Linked DNA regions of Sus scrofa: region 1 is linked to region 2. A link is a contact called in public HiChIP or PLAC-seq data. All regions are on one chromosome and are shown on one strand. The core of a region is the stretch at or near the end of the contact, and the rest is flanking DNA. Distances in the headings are between cores, read along the strand shown.

The links. HiChIP or PLAC-seq counts read pairs in DNA pulled down with a chosen protein or histone mark.
Region 1: a contact with region 2 is called in an H3K27ac HiChIP or PLAC-seq map of skeletal muscle. The contact joins the promoter of LRP6 here to the enhancer-like site in region 2. A contact is called at or near these places in 1 of 5 promoter capture datasets (liver), 8 of 47 Hi-C or Micro-C datasets (brain, embryonic fibroblasts, fetal heart ventricle and 4 more) and 1 of 2 datasets of contacts at active chromatin or transcription factors (skeletal muscle).

Annotation. Positions count from the first base shown.
Region 1 is chr5:60,147,343-60,152,186 of Sscrofa11.1, forward strand. LRP6 (low-density lipoprotein receptor-related protein 6) reads left to right here and starts at 1,699. Exons shown (of 24, transcript XM_021092344.1): 1 at 1,699-2,033. The coding sequence starts at 1,964.
Region 2 is chr5:60,104,389-60,109,310 of Sscrofa11.1, forward strand. No RefSeq gene overlaps it. Among named protein-coding and RNA genes, the nearest start is that of MANSC1, 24 kb to the left of the region's middle. Within about 2 kb of position 2,718, at least 36 of the 83 cell types and tissues checked have an H3K27ac peak or open chromatin away from gene starts, as enhancers often do. A contact at or near this core is called in brain, fetal skeletal muscle, skeletal muscle and 1 more, where this site is marked.

The DNA.
Region 1 (4,844 bases), core at 449-2,948, 42 kb after region 2:
GAGGTGCAGTATACCTAAATTTCATGCCCAAAGTTACACATCTAGTAACTGGTAGGATTTGAATCCTAACCATCTCTTTCCAAAGCTCATGCCTTCCCAACTACATCATGGTGTCGCCACAGACTCATAGCTTCGAGGTGACATTCTCTAGGCAATTGCTGAAAACCTGGTTCTCGATTATCTGTTTTGAGGAGGACAGAATACAAAACTTGCCAAGTCCTGACATGGTTCTTGGAGGAAGGTAATTTAAATTAGTGGCGGCTAGACGTTCTCAGGTGAATTTAGGAGAAAATGATTTGGCTCTTTTTTGCCCTTCTATCTGCTCACAGACACCCCTGGCTTTGGATCAGTGCGCATTTCTCCGACAGAGCAGGGTCTGCAGTCGGAAGACCTGGCTTGGGTTTGGACGGGCTAGTCGCCACCTGACTGGCCTTGGGAAAGTCATTGAACCCCTCAGATTCTCATTTTCCTCCTCTGTGCAATAAGGATACTAAGTAACACAACCTGCCTTACCCCAGGGTAGTTGAGTGTCAAATCATGTGTGCGCAGCACTTGGTGAACCGCGTCACTGAGACGCTAGTACCAACGTAGGGGCATCCCCGCCTCTGCACCATCTGCCCCCAGGTGAGGGCGTGTGACGGCTGGGCAGGATGCACCTGATAGTTCCTTTATGGTTAACTCCTGATGGTGTGCCCTCCTGGACTGAAGCTGCCACGTGACTCCAGGGACGTCTGAGCACCTATCCCTGAACGCCCAGTGCCCGGAGAGCAGCCAGCAGAGGCTGAGCAAAATCACTCTGAGATGCTGAGGAATCTTTTCCTTCTCCAGCTGAGAACTGATCATCAAAACATGCCAAACAACCATCATTAAACGCAATTTGTAAAATCCAGAATTCAGTCCTGACCCATTGTCCCTTTACTCTCTCTTAGGTATCTTGGAATTTTATCTGCCAGTTTAGAAATCTTTAGTCCTTGTCGGACTTAATTGTGGGGGCAGTCTGCAGTTCTGGGAAGCCAGGAGGAAAAAATAAATCTCCGTTTTGTGTTGGCGTTTGAGCACCCTTCACCATATCCACGTTGAAAGCTGGTGGATACAGCATTAGTTTTTATTTTCTTTAAAAAGAGATATGCTTAAAAAAAAAAGAGATGCGTAAACCAATTCCCAATCCTGGAGACTGAGCTCATCACCCCGTATCGATATCCCAGAGCGTGGACTTGCAGCTCCGCGGCTCCAGCCAATCTGCCCCCGCCGCCCTCAACGCCCTCGCCGCCCTGGCCCAGGTGGCGGCCGGCGTGGCCCGAGAACCCCACCTGGCTCAGCCCGCGGCTGCCGCACAAAGAGCAGAGCAGGCGGCGGCCCGGCCGAGCCGCAGAAAGTAGTCCCGACCACGCCGGCACCGATGTTGTTCGACGTCGCTTCACGCCCTCCGCGGGGAGGGCCGAAGGGGCCGGCCCGGGAAAGAATCCCATCGGAATGCGCCGCCGGGCGGCCTTTCCCCTCCTGCCCGCTTTTGCTCGCCCCTCGCATTTCCCGGGGTCTGCCAGCCGAGGCCGTGCGCGCGGCCCTCTCTCCTTTTCTAAACCGCCCGGGAGGCGGTGCCGAGGGAGGGGGCTCGCCCGCGCGCAGGGAGACCTCGGCGGCGACCCGTGGCGGCGGCGGGAGCCGGTATCCCTGCGCCGCGGCGTGAGAGGAAGAGGCTGAATGAGGAACTGCGCGGGGGAAGCGGGGCGCCGGGGGAGGAGGCGGCGGGATGGAAGCAGACGCTGGCGTCGCGCGAGCCCCGGGCGGAGCGGCGCGGTAGAGAGGGCGGCGGCGGCGCGCGCGGAGCCTTGACGTGCCCCTTTCTTTCTTCTCTCTCTCCGGAAAGCTGGGAAGCATGAGCGTGCAGACCTGCCGCTGCCGCGGCCGCCCCGGCTCCTCGCCTCCCCCTCTTCGGGCCGCCCCTCGCCGGTGAGAGAAGCGAATGCGAGAAGGGAAGATGGGGGCCGTCCTGAGGAGCCTCCTGGCCTGCAGTTTCTGCGTGCTCCTGAGAGGTGGGAAGCACGGGGACGGGGAAAGTTGGTGGGGTTTTGGGGGGAGGGGGCCTCATTCTGTGTGTCTGGGGGAGGGGAGGGAGGGAGGCGAAGAAGGGGAAGAGGAGCGGGGAGAGGCCTGGTCTTGGGGAAGGAGGGAGAGAGGGGCCCGGGAGAAGGGGCTGCGCGCTCCGCCCGGCCACGATGCAGCCCCCGCCTCGCCTGCCCGACCTGGTCGGAACGGATGATTCTAAGTTTACCATTAGCAGCCTGTGCGGGTAACCCCCTGGACCCCCCATTCTTTCCGTGCGACTGAGGGTCGGTGTGTCTGTTTCTGCGTGGAGTCACTGGGGACTAGGGGCTTTGTATGGATTTTGGCCCTTGGAATGTTTGAGCCTGAGATGCTTCAACGTCGGGCTTCTCCTGCCCCCACCTTTTCCGTGTCTGTCTTGTGAACTTTTAGAGCCCTCTTACTATTTTTCCAGGCCTTGTTACAACTAATAATTGGCTTCCTTTGGGGATATAATGATCGTGGGTGAGAGCACAGTTGGAAAGCGACTCCGAGGTTATAGGTCGAGCGTTTCAGCCTTGGGAGTCGTCTGGGCTTCAGCCCGTGATAAAATAGAAACGTTGCCCTTGTAACCCCTGGTATTCAGAACTTGCCCCTATTTTCGGAGCTTGCAAGTGTACAGTTGGCACCAAGCAGGAAAGTCATCCTTGGTGGAGAGGAGCCTGTCCCGGGACCTAAGCTACCATCTGCTGCGCTCCCCGGGAGAATTTGCTCGAGAATCGAGTAAATTCTGTGGTTCCTTGGCTTGTTTGTTTGTTTTTAATTGGCCCGCAAAGCTGTCACATAGGCTGTGACTTTTATTTTGTGATTTTAGTTCGCTGAGGTTTTTGACTGGCCCGCAAGATTTCAGCAGCTATTCTCAAACTTAGCCAGTGTTGAGGCAGTGATGACTCTGATGCTGTGGGGCATTTACCAGCCGAGCAATTTAAGTGCCAATTGATGCAATGATTTGTATGTAGCTTTGGTTTCGTTAAGATTTTCGCTTGTGTTCACTGTCAGTTCTTTTCAGATATGGGACCTCTTGAGTGTAAGGAGATTTTTAGCTATTAATTTAACAGGCTAAACGTTTGTTAAGTGTTCAAACTTAACGGAAGTTTCCAGAGCACGATAGTAACTAACCGTGTTGTGCTATAAATGAGCCAGATAAGCTATTTGTGTGCATATTTATTTATTTTGGATAAGCGTGATTGACAATTTTGAGAGGAGAAATTTTTTTCCTTTATTCGTGTCTCAGGATTATAATGTCTGCATGTTGTATCTACTTATACTTAATAATTGGGACTCAACTGTAAGCACATTCCAAACTATTTCCACGTTTAAACTCCAGAAAGATAGTGCTTATTTCATTTTCTTGGCTGAGAATTTAATGCAGTTTTAAGTACTTAAGAGGTTTAATAAGTATATGTTTATTACAGTTTACTCCTTGTTGAAAGGGGATTATATTTGACATAAGAATATGTGTATATTTAAAGGTTAATAAATAGAATCAGCTGATGGGTTAAAGTCTTGGGGAAATTGAAAATCATTACCTGGCATGCTTCTGGTTGCTCAGTTGTATTTCTTGGAATAGAAGGATTTGATGTAAATGTTTAACACCAAGTTTGAGCCCAGAGTTGGTTTTGGTCATTATTGGAGTTAAGAGAAATAATGAGTTATATTTTGAAATGTGATACTATATATGAAGACCTAAAAGAGTTAATAGTTTAAATTGTCTCATTTCCACTAGGAAACAAAGTTTTGAAAAGTGAAGCTCTCATTTTAAATGTAGCATATTAATGGTATAAGGTGGTCTTTGAATTTAACCTACTTAACTATGTATTTCAACTAAAACTGTTTTTCACTGTGGAAGATTTTTATTCATAACTTATATTCTTTTCATTCCTTGCTAATGTCGTCTTCTGTTAAAACAGTGATATTAGTTAACCTTGGACTCCAGGGAGAAATGTAATTAACTAGTTTAATTAAGCTCATTTGTCTTCACAGAAGAGTTGGAGCTCTAACATTGGGAAGGTGGGATGATGAGAGAGTTGGGGAGAACTTTTTTCTGTAGCTCTGTTACACCAATAGCTGAGAGCTAGGGCATAATACTATCATCATCTGGGCTGCATCCCTTTCCCTACCATCAGAGGAAAAGGTGTGAAGGATAGATTTGGGAATTTCAATCCGAAAATGTTGGATTTAAAGCCTGTGTTGGTGTTCCTCTCGTGGCGCAGTGGTTAACGATTCCGACTAGGAATCATGAGGTTGCGGGTTCTATTCCTGGCCTTGCTCAGTGGGTTAAGGATCCCGTGTTGCTGTAAGCTGTGGTGTAGGTTGCAGACGCGGCTTGGATCCTGTGCTGCTGTGGTTGTGGTGTAGGCTGGCGGCTACAGCTCCGATTAGACCCCTAGCCTGGGAACCTCCATATGCGGTGGGAAGCGGCCCTGGGGGGGGGAAGCCTGTGCTTCCCTGCGTAATAACTTTGTGTTTGAAGTCAGTTTCTATGGGCTCCAGTTTCTTTACATGTAAATTGTGGGCGATAATAGCGAGCTGTTTTTTGGGGGGCGGGGTATATTAAGTGAGGAACTGAATATAAGTGATTTGCAGATATTATTTTTTTGTTACAATTTTTGACCCTGGACATACCCTCACATGCTGGGGATATGAGATTTATTTTATATGAGTTTCACCAGTTCTTAGAGATCTTGATCATTCTGGTCTAACCACTTCATTTGCAAGTGGGGAAACTCAGATACAGAGAGATTATACCGTGATCAAGATCC
Region 2 (4,922 bases), core at 1,468-3,967:
AGTTTCAATCTCATTGTATGTTATATAACTTTTAATATTATGTAACATAATAAAACTTCAGTAAACATTTGTTTTTCATCTGTTCTCGAGAAACATCCATTTACGTTAAAATGTTTAAAATATTTGAACATGAGGACACATAAGACTGGTTAAAGACTAAATTCTGTTTCAGTGACTCCATGCAAATTCTGTCTCAATCAAGGGCCAAACATCATCACCCTGCAACTTTATATTTATGTTCAGCTTTTTCTATGGAAAATTGTCTTCCCATCAGTATTAGAAGATTAGGGAGTTCCCGTCGTGGAGCAGTGGTTAACGAATCTGACTAGGAACCATGAGGTTGCGGGTTCGATGCCTGGCCTTGCTCAGTGGGTTAACAATCCAGCATTGCCGTGAGCTGCAGTTTAGGTCGAAGATGTGGCTCGGATCCCGCGTGGCTGTGGCTGTGGCGTAAGCCGGCAGCTGCAGCTCCTATTTGACCCCTGGCCTGGGAACTTCCATATGCCGCAGGAGTGGCCCTAGAAAAGGCAAAAAGACAAAAAAAAAAAAAAAAAAAAAAAAAAGGAAGATTAGCAGTCCTCTTCCCTTTCTTTTTATCTGCTAGCATCATTTGTCATGTGTCACCCGTGCTGGTGCTCATGCCTATTTTTTTTCTCATCTATTATAGTGCAGTGAAGGATCAGAAAGACAGAGCTCAGAGAATGGAAGGTCTTGCCTGGCCTCACCCTCTGCCTCTCCATCCTTGCTTTTGCTGCTGGGACAGCTACTGCTGGCCTGTGCATTGACTAGGTTATCGCTAAATGTCTGTTTGTTTGAGCATCTTCTAGACTCTCAAGCTCTAAGGTTTGGGGCCTCTCTGTCATGGGATGAAAGGAAGCCCAAATGCAGCCAGGCAGGAATTACAAAAGCTAGGAGTGGGGGGGCCCGTTCTCTCCCCCCCCCCCGCCCCCACCCCAGTGCTTCCTCTCCCCTCTCCCCAAAGCCACCTGCAGTGTGCAGGCCCTGAGCCCTGCATCCCCTCCTCTCGCCTTTGGAGCCCTGGCTCCTGTGGGAAATGGGGAGACCCACAGAATGGGCGGCCTATTCTCACAATCATTGAAAACTCACTCCCAGCATCAGAGGAAAAGGAAACCCTTACCAGCTATGACAACACATGTGTGTGATCAGGTATGTTTATACATCATGCATACTTTTATGCATGTTTATACATCATACTCTTAAAAAAAAAAACCAAACTGAAGAAATCTGAAAGAATAATGCAGAAGAAATAGAATTTGGAGCTAGCATATGAAGTTATATAAGTGTAAGTGAATGAGAGGATGCCAGGGCAGAGCAGATAAACCATCTGTCGGCAAATGATGCTGTTATTTAATATTTAATGGAACTGTACATGGTGCGAAATGGATCAGTGTCCCCTACTCAATCACAACTGTTCCTCACTGGGCAGGACAGGTACAGTAGCCCACAGGCCACATGCTGCTGCCACACAGCCTGGAGAGGAATGGGGCAGCTGCATTTTTACAGCCAACCAAAGCTACAGAGAATCCTCCTGGGCCAGCCCGCCTCGGCAGGCCTTCTCATACCCAAGTCAGGTTCTGCACATCTTGGCTTTTCTTCCTATCCCCTTCAGTCAAAAGTGTCAGCAAATCTTGGAGTTCCCATTGTGGCGCAGCAGAAACGAATCCGACTAGGAACCATGAGGTTGCAGGTTCGATCCCTGGCCTCACTCAGTGGATTAAGGATCCGGCATTAACATGAGCTGTGGTGTAGATCGCAGATGCTGCTTTGCTGTGGCTGTGGCGTAGGCTGGCAACTGTAGCTCTAACTCAACCCCTAGCCTGGGAACCTCCACAGGCAGCAGGTGCTGCCTAAAAAGCAAGAAAAAAATTTTTTAAAGTTTTAAAATCATCAGCAATCAATCAGACTTCGGCAGGGGTGTGGGGTGGTGGGGACTCAAAGGTGTTTCTGTTTTGTTTTGTTCTTTTTTTTTTTTTAAAAAAAGGAAAGCCCTTGCCTTAGGAGGACTGTGTCCAGTGCGGGCAGGTAACACTAGCCCTCCTCTCACCCCACCCAGCTGCAGTGACACCACATAGTCCTGGCTGAAGTTATGACCTCTCACTCTACCCCTGGCCGAGGAGAAGAAAAGGGCACAGCTTGGAGAAAAACAAGTATCAAGGGCTGATGTGTGTGCTGAGCTCGAAAATGCTAAATGACGGTGAAAAATATTTTGGAAAAGAAACTATCTTCCAAATTGTGCTACATAGCAAAGTTAATGGAGCCCAGATGGCGTCTACTAAAACTTAGAAAAACAAACTAAAAACAATACTTTCGCGCCTGCCAGGCTGAAATGTGATCTACTTCTTAATATTCACTCAACCCAGAGGAAAATGCTTTAAAATGGTAATGGTTCCAAAAGCGCAGGCTGGGCCTCGCGCTCGGTGGATAAACAAGAGACCTCAAACACAGGGGGGTTTATGTTCTGCTCCCAGCTCCGGGCAAATCACTTCATCTCCTTGTTCCTTCTCAATTTTCTCAGCTCTGAAATGGGGAGAGCAGGACTTCACAAGGGGTTTACAAGGCATACTAAAACGACTGTAAAGCCCTTCACCAGTGTTTAATAACTGATGCTTTTTTTCATAGCTGGGCTTTATAACATCCTTCATTATTCATTCCGTGGTGTGGAAATAAACCCAGACGAGCCAAATGAGCACAGAGGCTATTTATGCGGAGCTGGCGGGGAGTGAGGGAGCCAGCCAGGATCACTTGCATTTGGCAGAGACTCAGGGCAGAGAGGAGAGTGGGGAAGCTGCTAGTGGGAAAAAAAAAGAAAAAAAAAAAAGGTGGTGGGGGGAGGCTGTGGGTGTGCCCTGATCAGAGGTTGTTGGCCTGGGGAAGGCAGAGGCAGGCTACCAAGAAGCAGGCAAGCAGGCATCCTATGTGATGGGTTCAGGGGCCATATTTGGCCTTCTGGGTTGGTCCTGGTTGGAAAGGCATTCCTGAGTTGGAAGCCAGCCCAGGGCTTTGGCGTCCTGATTTGGTCATGGCAGAAGTCGAGGGTCAGAGTTCTATCATTGTATGTATGGTTTGGCCATGGTCTGTTTGTACATTCCATCTCTCAGGGGAAAAATAAAAGGAGAGAGGGGTCTGGCCACCCCCAGAGCAAAACCAGGCACCTGCCTGGTAGCCTAGGGAATAAGTTGGACTTTTTATCCTTTTTTTTTTTTTTCTTTTTTAGGGCCACAGCTGTGGCATATGTAAGTTCTCAGGCTACGGGTGGAATCAGAGTTGTAACTGCCGGCCTACACCACAGCCACAGCAATGTGGGATCTGCAGCCTACACCGCAGCTCATTGGCATAACCCACTAATGGGGCCAGGGATCAGACACGCATCCCCACGGGTACTAGTCGGGTCCATTTCCCCTGAGCCACAATGGGAGCTCCCTGGACTTTTCATACCTTTAGACATTTAGAAGAAGCAGACTTAGAAGATAAGACGATGAACTGATAATTTTCACTCTGCAGAATCCACAGGCGCCCCACCCCACAGGACAGGCAGTCAGGACAGCTGGGTGGGTGGTGACTGTCTTCCTCCCCCCAAACACCCCAGGGGCCTGAGACAAGTCACAGAACCTCCCAGGGCTTCGGTTTCCTCGTGAACAGGCGGTGAATTCCTATCTGTCTAGTCTGTCTTATCGTTTGGTTTTGAGAATGAGTGGCTTCATGTTTGTAAAAGAACCCTATAAAGCAGGTATTTAAAACTCCATAAAGGAGGTATTTTATAAGGCATTTTAGAAGTTTGAGCAGGAAGATTGTGGCTTCGGTCTTTGAAGTTTCACCCAGTGGGCTGGAGTCTTGAACATTTTCTGCGTGTCCTGTGGGGAGACAGGCTGACTCCTGCTCAGACTCACTACCTTTCCCAGCTCTGCCTCCATTAAGGCCGCCTCAGTCCACGTCTCGGGCCTCAGTTTTCTGTCTTTATGAACAGGATCACTAGAAATTTGAGAATTTCTTTGGTCCCTGCAGGAAAGTTGCATACTTGACTTGTACCTCTCACGGCTTCACACATTTGTTCGAAAAGAATAGGTTTCATATTGTTATTTTTAGATGAAGTCATACTTTTTTTTTTTTTGGTCTTTTTTGGGGCAAACCTGTGGCATATGGAAGTTCCCAGGTTACGGGTCAAATCAGAGCTGTAGCTGCTGGGCTGCACCAGAGCCACAGCAATGCCAGAGGGAGCCTTGTCCTCAACCTACACCACAGCTTAGGGCAACTCTGGATCATTAACCCACTGAGCAGGGCCAGGGATCAAACCCACATGCTCATGGATACTAGTCAGGTTCGTTATTGCTGAGCCACATCGGGAACTCCCAAAATTTTCTTATTTTTAATTTCTGATATAATAAATATTGGTAGCCAATATGGAGTCAATACAAACAAACATAAACAAACCAATATCAACAAAATCTCTGTAGGTCTTTGATAGTAGTTAAGGGTGTAAAGGGGTCCTGACATGAAAAAAATCCATTAACCACCTCTTTAGATAATCTTACCCTTTGTCCCATCTAATGATTCTACACCCAGCATTCCATTCTAAGGACAGAATTGCACTTAAAAACCAATGTACATTGAGCTCCCATTGTGGCTCAGCAGTAACGAACCCGACGAGTATCCATGAGGACGAGGGTGCAATCCCTGGCCTGCTCAGTGGGTTAAGGGTCTGGTATTGCAGTGAGCTGTGGTGTAGTTGCAGAATCAGCTCAGATTTGGCGTTGCTTTAGCTGTGATGTAAGCCGGCAGCTACAGCTCTGATTCGACCCCTAGCCTGGGAACTTCCATATGCCTCAGGTGTGCCCCCCCAAAAAAAGACAAAAAATTAAGAAAAAATTAATGCACGGTATATTCACTGAAGTGTATTTATCAAT